Regions from separate parts of the Callithrix jacchus genome. Here region 2 is linked to region 1. The links are chromatin contacts, called in public Hi-C maps. All regions are on one chromosome and are shown on one strand. The core of a region is the stretch at or near the end of the contact, and the rest is flanking DNA. Distances in the headings are between cores, read along the strand shown. Region 1 holds the start of LOC108593711. Region 2 holds the start of ZC3H12C (zinc finger CCCH-type containing 12C).

What was found. A called contact is a pair of places that touch in the nucleus more often than the background predicts.
Region 2: a contact with region 1 is called in a Hi-C map of skeletal muscle, with 4 times the contacts expected there. The contact joins the promoter of ZC3H12C here to the promoter of LOC108593711 in region 1. A contact is called at or near these places in 3 of 3 Hi-C or Micro-C datasets (induced pluripotent stem cells and skeletal muscle).

Annotation. Positions count from the first base shown.
Region 1 is chr10:9,667,855-9,672,923 of calJac240_pri, reverse strand. LOC108593711 reads right to left here and starts at 2,437. Exons shown (of 4, transcript XR_013523026.1): 1 at 2,364-2,437.
Region 2 is chr10:9,809,984-9,815,052 of calJac240_pri, reverse strand. ZC3H12C (zinc finger CCCH-type containing 12C) reads right to left here and starts at 2,497. Exons shown (of 6, transcript XM_009006739.5): 1 at 2,197-2,497. The coding sequence starts at 2,220.

The sequences.
Region 1 (5,069 bases), core at 1,188-3,687:
GACCTTTGTGATTATCTTGGGTTCACACAGACAATCCAGGATAACGTCACTATTTTAAGATCAGCTGATTAGCAACCTTAATTCCATTTGCTACTGTACTTCCCCTTTGCCTTGTAAAATTCCAGGGATTACAAAATGGACAGCTTAGGAGACCATTATTCTGCCTACCACATCCATGAAATGGAAATTTTGTGGTCACATAAATCTGCAAGAAAGATTTCTTTCTTTTGAGCTCTGCAATATACACCAGTATAGTTAAGGCTCTGAGAATTTTTGGAGTAAAGAAGGCCCTTTAAGTTTGCTCAACCCAGGACCTCTTCGTTTGCACATTTCATGAAACAGAGCCAGAGAAATATAGGGAAATTCAGAGAAAATTAAGAACGGTTTTCTGCCCTAAAGGAATTGAAGACAGCTTTTTATTTTCTCAATCATCGATTGCCAATGAATACAGAAGTCATTAGTGCTGAGGGAATGCAGGGCAGGAGAGGGAGTGAGAACATGTGTAGAAATCAGAAGCCCTAGTTACCAGGCTTCTGTTCCATACAAGGCAATGATGAGAACAGCAGTAGCTGTGGGAGTCTGTGCCGATTTCCCTCTCGCCATCGACATATTGTGGCATTATGAATCATTAAAAAAATCTGCCCGGGTCATTTTCTCAATCTCTGTGACTCTGTATCTCATATGTAAAGTTGAGTTAACATGATCTCTTTCATCCAGTACCATTAGGGCTTTTAATTAATGTTCAAGTGCTCTTTGGCATTGACAGGCAGAAAGAGTTATTACATTTTGGCGCCAAAGATTATGATGGTAATGAGAACTTGCTCACTGACATCTCGCTCCATGTGCAACTTTTTCCCTAAATCACCCATGGCCACATACACTATTATCCCTACAGCCAGAACAGCTTCTTTCATCTTTTAGATATCTTATGTTGACACCGAGAAATACAAACCAGAGAAAGCTGAGTCTTATTTAAAAAATTCCCAGAAGGCATTGGTTTTATGTGGTGAGCATAATGATTGCTGACAATAAAAAAGCCTTGAAAGGTCTCACTTGTTCTAAGATTATTCATGCAGCAATTATGCTATTGATGTCAATTTGTTTTTATGATAATATATTATAAACTATTCTGAACCCACTCAACAAAGCATAGTATAATGCTTGCAATCTTCCCCACGACCTTTCTTGCTAGGATACCTATTCAATTCCTTGTTTAGAAAAAGCCAAGGAATATAGGCATTATAAAAACAGATGAAGTGTAGATTATTTGAAATCTAAAAATGAATTGGAACTTGTAATTTTGAAGTGAATAATCACAAAAGAAAGAACAGAAATCACAAAATAGCTGGGTATTCTGACTTACATTCTAGATGACGTTATGTATCTTAGTACAAATACTGTCCAAATGAGCCCCCCTAAATTGTATGTGTGACATGAAGGGAGGGGAACTTGTATTTATTTTGTTGTTTCCCAAGAGGAAAGCGCTGTCTCAACTTAAATTTTGGACGTCTTAAATTTGTTCATCTTGAATTTGGCTTTGGATTGCTATAGGTTTTCAGGTAACTATTCATATTTCAACTGATGATTATTATTTTGCTTCTTAAGGTTCTTGTTTTTGTAGAGTAGGTAGCATATTAATGTATTGCACTTTAAAACACAGTTATTAAGGCTGCTTTGCCTGGGTAAGTGTCTATGTAAACATGTTTGAAATACTTCTTAAAGGAAGATGTACTCCCTCATCTTAAGGAGGTTAAATCTCACTCTTGCTTCACTGTTTCAAGTTTTATTATGATCTTAAATTGAGGTTATATTCACATGGACACGGCAAAAATTTACCACTGACATATCTATTTGATGCTGTCAGCCATGTTCACAGCCAGTCTGCAAAATCCATTAGTGATTATGTAAAAGGTGCTTTTAATCCTCAGCAGCAGGGTTTTTTCCTTATTTATTTTCGTTTTGCCTTGTAGATATAATCTGAGCAAATAATTTGAAGATGGGTGAATCGAAGTTTGACTGAAGCTGATGAGTATAAGCACATTGCTTAATATTCTTATCTTTTTTGGAAGCTGCATTACAAAAATATATCATTTCTGTAAAATAAAATGTAAAAATAGGCATAGAAGTCAGGGCAAAGGCATATGACTAGAGAGAAGTAAAATGAAGCCAAATGTGAGATGACACCCAAAAGGCAGCCTGTTCTGTAACATACATAAGCACTCATTCAGCCTAAACAGTGTGCACAGTCATGTCCCAGTGGGCCACACTCTTTAGTTCCAGGTTTTCAGTAGCCCATGAAATGAGGGACTCTATTGTTCTCTAAATTGAGCTGTTCAAAGAACAAAATTTTAAAATCCACTTACCTCTGTTGGTTTCAGAAAGGAGGGGAGTGGTGTGGCTGATGATCTGAAAACATCAGATGATACAGCATAGTCCTATTTTTAGCTCTGACCATGGGACTTTAAAACAACATCCAATGTGCTTTGTGAGAGATGCCACAACCAGTCACGACTGCTGGCACTGCGGAAAGCTGAAAGCTACGGCAAAGGGAATTCCTGTTGAGAGCGAAGACCTGGGGGACAGGCCTCATGCAGTCACTGGTGGCTGGTGGGTTCGCTCCTGTGATACAAGAGTTTTGTGGGTGCTTCTACATCTGAAGCAGCGACATCTGTTGAAGCCCGTGTTTTCCATCATCAGTGACTATGGGTGAAAGTGGCTCTTGATTTTGAATGCTTGCTTGTCTGGGTGCCTTGGAAATGTGCAATCTTGTACTGGCCCTTTCAGTGACTGGCTTTGTGGTCCTGAGATAATTGCTTTCCATTTCTTCATCTATTTCCTCTCAATACAATGTGAATTAGATGCCTTCAAAGCCCCTTCCAGGACCAAAACTTTAAGCAGGGTACTTAAATACCCTGCAAACCTCACACGTGTAAACATGGGATTCTGTTTTTTAACCCCTCTGTAGTTGAACTCAAATAGCCCCTATTTTAAGGATGGTGAGAGGAAAAAAAGAAATACAATCAAGTAAACAAACAACAAACAAATTAATTTTGTCACTTTGATTTTCTTCTGGTTTAGGGTTTAGCCTTTTGGTGTAATTACCCAGAACTTAAATTTTGTTGATTCAAAAATCAGGTTGTCAGAGGTGTTCTTTTCTCTCAAGGGCTCCTCTGACTCTTTGCCCCACTCTCCTGGTTGTTCCCCTCCTCCTTTTGGTGCTACTTTACTGTTGATGAAACAGGAGAGTTCCCTGATTCCCCTAGCAGGACATGCAACAGGGGTGTGGCTTGTCTGTTTGGCCACCGTGCATGCTCCAACTCCTTACAGGAGGGGGAGCATGCAGATGGGTGGGTACAGGAGTCAGAGCGAGCACCCCTGGGCCGAGGCCCCGGGCAGCATCCACGAGGGCTATCCTGCAGCTTCCAAAGCCCAAGTGGGTGTGTGTTACAGTGCACTCTTTTAGCCTTGCTGTCTGTGGATGGCACATGGGTTAACCAGCTCAGGGCCCTCTTGGTACCTAGGTCCTTGTCTGGTATGCAGGAAGGATCAGGTCATACACAAACTGGAAGGATGAATGCGGGGATTTTGTTGAGTGGTGGAGGCAGCTCTCAGCAGGATGAATGGGGAGCTGGAAGGCGGATGAAGAAGATGATCTTCCCTGGAGTTTGGTCATGCAGTGTCCCATCTCCTCTTTGTTCCCAGCTGATCTCCTCTCCACATTCAGATGCTCCTTTTCTTCTTTCTGCTTCACTGTTCTTCCATTCTTCTGCTCTTCTGTTCATCTGCTTGTGGAGCCTGGGGTTTGGGGTTTATATGGGTACAGGGTGGGTGGGGGATGGTGGGCTAAAAGGCAACTTTTGGTCACAAAAACAGAAATGTCTGTTCTCATTTAAGGCTGTGGGTTTCCAGGCTTGAAGGTGGGGTCTTTGCTGAGGAACCATCCTCTTCTATGCAGTATTTCCCTGTCTCCTGTCTGTGCCACTTATGATGGCTTCTGGGTCCAAGTGGAAGCTTATATAGTAGCTTGGAAGGAGTGGTGAGCTGTCCTGCATTCGCCTCTGCTTGAGTATCTCATTCTCCTGGTCGTTTTCTGCTTGTATTGCCAGTCTCTGCTCATCCTTCTGACCTGCACCAGCTTCTGCTGCTGATCCCCTTAGGTGTAGCCATACTGTCTGATCTTCAGGTCCTTGCATTCTGGGCCCTCCTCATTCTGTCACTTTCTTGGCTTTCTGTCCCCCCACCGCTTGCAGGAACTGCTGGATAGGAGCTGACTGTGAAGCCAGGAACACTAAGGCTCTCTACTTAAGTATGCTATACTTTCATTTCTGCTTCCCTGAATCTATTCTATGATGGCTATGGCACACAGCAAGCTCGTTTTCCATGACTCTTTTTTTCTTAGTTTAAAACATACTCTTCTGTCCTCAGATCCTCAAACCTACTGAGGGGTTTACATTTTTCACTAAGTGTCTCAGTTCTGGGGGTTGGATACTCACCTCTGTCTGCCTCTGTTTCCTGCCTCCCTGATGTCTGGGAGGAATGTTTTATCTTGTTTAGTGGGATATAATATCCATATTATATCACATATCCTGTCTTTTGATATCTTACACTAAACATTCTATACTCAAATCCTCTACGGCTTAGCTCTTTGAAATCTGTAAAAGCATTTTTTCTCCTTTTGATGAAATTTGGCTCTTGCAAATGAGAAATAAAAGATCTGGCTTTTTGTCTTTGAAATATGCATCATTAGCTAATTTAAGAAGTTAGAAGCTTGAGTAGGGCGCAATGGCTCGTGCCTGTAATCTGAGCACTTTGGGAGGCTGAAGCGGGTGGATCACTTGAGGTCAGGAGTTCGATACCAGTCTGGCCAACATAGCAAAATTCTATTGCTACAAAAATACAAAAATTAGCCAGATGTGGTGGTATGCACCTGTAGATCCAGCTACCTGGGAGGCTGAGGCAGGAGAATCACTTGAACCTGGGAGGCGGAGGTTGCAGTGATCAAAGATTGTGCCATTGCACTTAAGCCTGGGTGATAGAGCGAGACGCTGTCTCAACAACAACAACAAAAG
Region 2 (5,069 bases), core at 1,248-3,747, 140 kb before region 1:
CAGAATGAAAGCATCCTAGATTTATGTACAAAAACAATGAAAAAACACTAAGAAGTTATAACAGCAACACTTTAACATTTGTGACAGTAATTAAAATTAATGTAGCAACCACTGTGGTCTGCCAGAATGAAGATAGTTGTAGAATGAGAAAAATGTTTTAAAGATAAAATTTCTATTAACCACTTGGGATTCAACTGTGCAGATGTTGGTAACCCATGAAAACACAGCTCCAGAGAAGCCCATAATATAAAATAGGATATTTTTATTAGTCTGGTCATTAAAACAAAAATTTAGTAAAAGGAAGTGACTAATAAAAACTCCCATCAGCATAGAAACATTCCAAGTTTGTTTCCTATCCTTTAATATTTCCCATTATATTAAAATAGTTCCGTTAGACTTCCATTATTAACGGCTAAAAAACACCAGTGACTTTGTTATTATTTAAAAGTTCATTTTACTTTAGTTATAATGTTTAAGTACTTTTATGATTACCAAATACTAGAAGTAGAATCTTGTAACTTAGTTTGAAAGTAAAATTGACTCTATGATGTAAAAAGAGTAAAATATTTTGAACTATGGGTACATGGTCAACAGGCCATTCTATTTTTAGGTACCATCAAGTAGACAAATTTAGGTCACTTGAAATAAGCATGCCAAGTTGTTAGAAAACAGGTGAACAGAGGGGCAAGTTGAAATAGACATCTTCCTGGGCTTATCACACTAAGATTAATTTTACAAAACTTTGATGAATCTATCATGTAATCAAACACCAGAGAACACTAAAATTAAGAAACTGCTACTGAAATTAACTGTATATGTGATTAAATAAACAGAAGTCATACCCTCTAAATCCTAAGTCCATTAAGACAAAAACATTTATAACACACTATATTCATGACTTCTTGTGGTTCTTGAAAAGTAAAAAAATGTGTTTGAGGTATATCTCTTGTTTTCCGTTTATAATATGCATTTGAACGGAAAAACTCAAGCACAAATACAAGTGAAAAACTGAACAACGTTGCCAAATTTCTAAACATACAATACTTAGCTCCAATTATCTCTGCATCTATTCTAAAATGGTTTAAAAAAAGTCTGAATCAATAAGCACCTGATGGGCCTGGGATACTCCAATACAGTCTTGTCAACCAATAGGAAAACTTTCCCTAAATCTGGATTCGTATTTCATCTCTTTATCACAAAACACTGAGCACAAACTGGGATTGTTAACGCATAACCAAATGGCAAGAACCCCAGACAGAGTAATCAGTACTTGGATGCTAGGGTTGTTTTTAAGGACTTTAAATGAGACAGCTTAGGGAAGAAAAGCGGGATTCATTTCTCCAAGTTAAATTTGTAACACTTCTTAGTAGGGAGTTAAAAATGTGAAATAGCCGAGCTAAAATGAACGCAGCTTGTTAAAAGGGATCTGGACTGGAGCCTGGGGGTGAAGGAGGGACGACGGGGGGAGTGAGGGGCTTCCGTGACGCCCGGCCTGGGGTTGCTGGCGATCTGGACGGAGGGATGGTTAGTCCAGCGAATGGCCCGGGCTGGATCCGAGATGCCGAGTGATGCCTCACCCCGCGAACGCGCGCGGATCTGAGCCACGGCGGCAGCGCTGTGTGTCCGTTTCCATTCGCGGCGCCCGAGCCCGCCTCCATGTTCGGGATCTATGCCCCGGGGCGGGCAGGCAGGCGGGGACCGGTGCCCTAGGCCGCGGGGTCGGGGAGCCCGGCCTCACATCGCCCGAAATCCCAGCGGGGACGGCGTTGCCCGCGGGGAGGATGCTCCGGGCTTTCCGCTCGGCCCCACCTGAGCGGCGGGAGCTCGGCGACTCGACCTCCGGAGCCTGACCTGCCTGGGCCTGGAGATCACCCGGCGCGGCCTCTGCGGCCACGGCGCCCTCCACCCGGCGCCCGGGCACGGCCCCGCCGCCCTCCCCACGGCCGGCTCCCCCAGGAGCGCTCTCGCCGCGGTCCGCGCCCTCCACCCCCTTCCTGAGGACAAACCTGGGGGCCGCTACCCGGCATGGCCCGCCCCGTGAGGAAGCGGCCGGCGGGCGGCGGGGCCCGCGGCTGCAGCGGCCACCTCGGCCCTCCCGCGAGCCCTCCCCGCTGGCCGGAGCCCCGGCGCCCCCTTCCCGGGAGGCACAACTCACACCCCCCACGCGCGCGCACTCGGATCTGTTGCTCGACCTACTTGCATTCTCTTCTCCGCAGCCATCACCACATGCCCCGGAGCCGGGGCAGCCCCGGGGCCCTCCGGCAGGCGGCCGCCTCTCGCCTCAGCCCTGGGCCGCCGCGGCCGCCGCTAGGGCGCGGAGCTAGCGCGAAGCTCCCTCATGCCGCCCGTCCGGCCAGCTGGCCGCACGCCGGGGCCCCGGCTCGGGCGCGCCCGAGCGCTCGGCTCCTCCCGGCCCGCCGTCCGCGCCGCTGCTCCTCCGGCAAGAGCGAACCCGGCTCCGCCGCCCGCCGCCTCTCTCGGCGCTCCTCGCCCGCCCGCCGCTTCCTCCTCCCCTTCCCTCTTTTCCTTCTCCTCCGTCGCCGCCTCTGGAGCTGAGGTTGGCAAACCAGCACCTGCTGCTGGAGACCGCCGAGAACTGAAACAGGAAACCCCGAGCCAAGGGGAAAACCCGGGAGGCGTGGAGCGGGGTGAGGGGAACTGCTGGAACCTGTCGGGCTCTACCCGGCCGCTCAGGCTGCTCGAGGTTCCCGCGCCGCCTCCCCTCGCGCCCATTCCCTGGCCCGGCCCAACCCAGGGGTCCCGACCTCCCCGCGCCGCTCCCCCAGTCCTGTGCGGGACAGCGCCCCTCCGCTCCGCGACAGCTTCTCCACCCAGCAACGATAGGGATCGCGTCCCGGGCAGTCAAGGAGATCGACCGGCCGCCTTCTTAGGGCAGGTTTCCCGTTGTTGTTTACTTGGCAGTATTCCGTGATGAGGAAAGGCCACACCCTGCATTAGCAAGGCCAGTAAGAGAGTTTAAGCGAAGCTGTTGGGATTTCACCCAGGGGTAGGACTTCTTTCAGCAAGGAAATTGGCTTTGATGAAAATGGCAATCGTGTCAAAATTGAGGTTGAACCCAGGATACATCCAGATCTCTTTCAGGAGATGGGAAGGAAACAGCCCTTTGCACAGAGGTGGGCGCCTGAGCCGTAAGCTGAAAAGCACCGGGAGCAGAGAGCCTTTCTACTTCTGTGAATTGTACACCACCCAGCACAAACTAAGTCAACGTTTCAGAAATGTTAAATAACCTTATTCACCTGCCCTTGGAATCGTTACCAGGGTCCTCATGCCTAGCCTTGGGATGCGTCTGCTTCTGGAGAGGGAGGGACAGACACTTAAAGGGTTGTGCCCCTACCATGTGTCACGGGCCAGATAGCCTGCTTTAAATCCACGATCCCATTTAATTGTCACTACAGCCGTGTGAGCTGGGTATTTACAATCCCCTTTATCCATCAGAAAATCGGGGTTAGAAAATTTACCTGCAGTTACACAACTTGAACGTGAAGTATTCAGGTTACATCTAAAGGATGCATTTATTTCACTGGACCACGGTGCATGCTTTTGATCACACTTTTCACCTTTCATAAAATTACTTACTGCCTCTGAGTTATTTTCAGTGGGGCATATATATGGCGTAAGCCTGGATCTGTTGGATTTGCTTGGACTGCCTAGTGGTAGTGATATTAATGATGTTCATTAGGGTTCAAACTTGATAATTTCCAGTTTAATATGCTCTAGCAAATATAGGCCTTTATGGCTCAGTTGAGTAGCACAGATATCCCCATTTTTTTTGGCTATCATCAGTTGCTCTTTAGCTGTTGGTGATGAGGTCCCACCTGGTGCACATGGGCATCCTGACTGCCTGTGAGATGAAAGGAGAGTGTCTTACTGAGCCTGTTTTCCACATCAGTAGGCCAGTCATGAAGCTAAATAAAATTGCAGGCAGGCAGGTAGGCTGGCTTCTCTGGTTCTCTGATCCGCATTTTTTTTTTTTTTTTGAGACAGAGTCTAGCTCTGTCACCCAGGCTGGAGTGCAGTGGCATGATCTCGGCTCATTGCAACCCCTGCCTTCCGAGTTCAAGTGATTCTCTTTCCTTAGCCTCCCCAGTAGCTGGGATTACAGGTGTGAGCCACCACACCTGGCTAGTTTTTGTATTTTTAGTAGGGACAGGTTTTTGCCATGTGCCCAGGCTGGTCGCAGACACCTGGCCTCAAGTGATCCACCCTCCTTGGCCTCCCAAAGTGCTGGGATTACAGGCGTGAGCCACTGTGCCCGGCCAGGTTCACATTTTTTTCATACCACCCTGAAGACCCTTAGGAAGATTGGTAAACTGCTGTCTGCAGCCGGGTCAGATTTTATTGGCAGGAAAGTAGAAGCTGGGAAGGCAGCCCCTTCACACTGTGCCAAAACCTTACAGGTCTCTGGAGCAGAACTAGAGGTCCCTAATCTTAGGATCTCTAAGGGACTTAGCAGGGACTTAGAACAAGGTTGGCTGTTTGACGATAAGTGACAGCATTTATGGCATGACTTTAGTGATGCCAGGAAGTTCCCCCACTCCGCAGTATACTGCCCACACAGTCTACCTCTTACCTTGTATCCCGCAATTGACTCAGCTAAATTCCATTCCATATTGATTAAGCCCGGTTAAAGATCAAGGTAAGGGAGATGAGTAATAGCTATAATAACTAACATTTAATGAATGCTCACCATATTCCAGATACTATTCTAAGCACTTTGCATGTGTTGTCTCATGTAAGGCCCACAAAACCCTTATAAGGAAATACCTATCACTATTTCCATTTCACAGATGAGACAACTAAGACCAAGATTATAGCCAATAAATAGCAGTGCAAGGGCTAAAATGCAGTCAGTTTGACTCTAGAATCAGGACCTACTATGTGAATAAGATACAGTAATTGCCATTATTACTTTACTATTTGTTTGAAGAAATTAAAACACATGAAAAGTTAAAAGAAAACTAAGAATACAAGATAATGTAAAAGTGTCAAATGTGAGTATAGGTAATAAATGCCATGAGGTGTCAGAAGACAGGAATCACTTTAGGTTG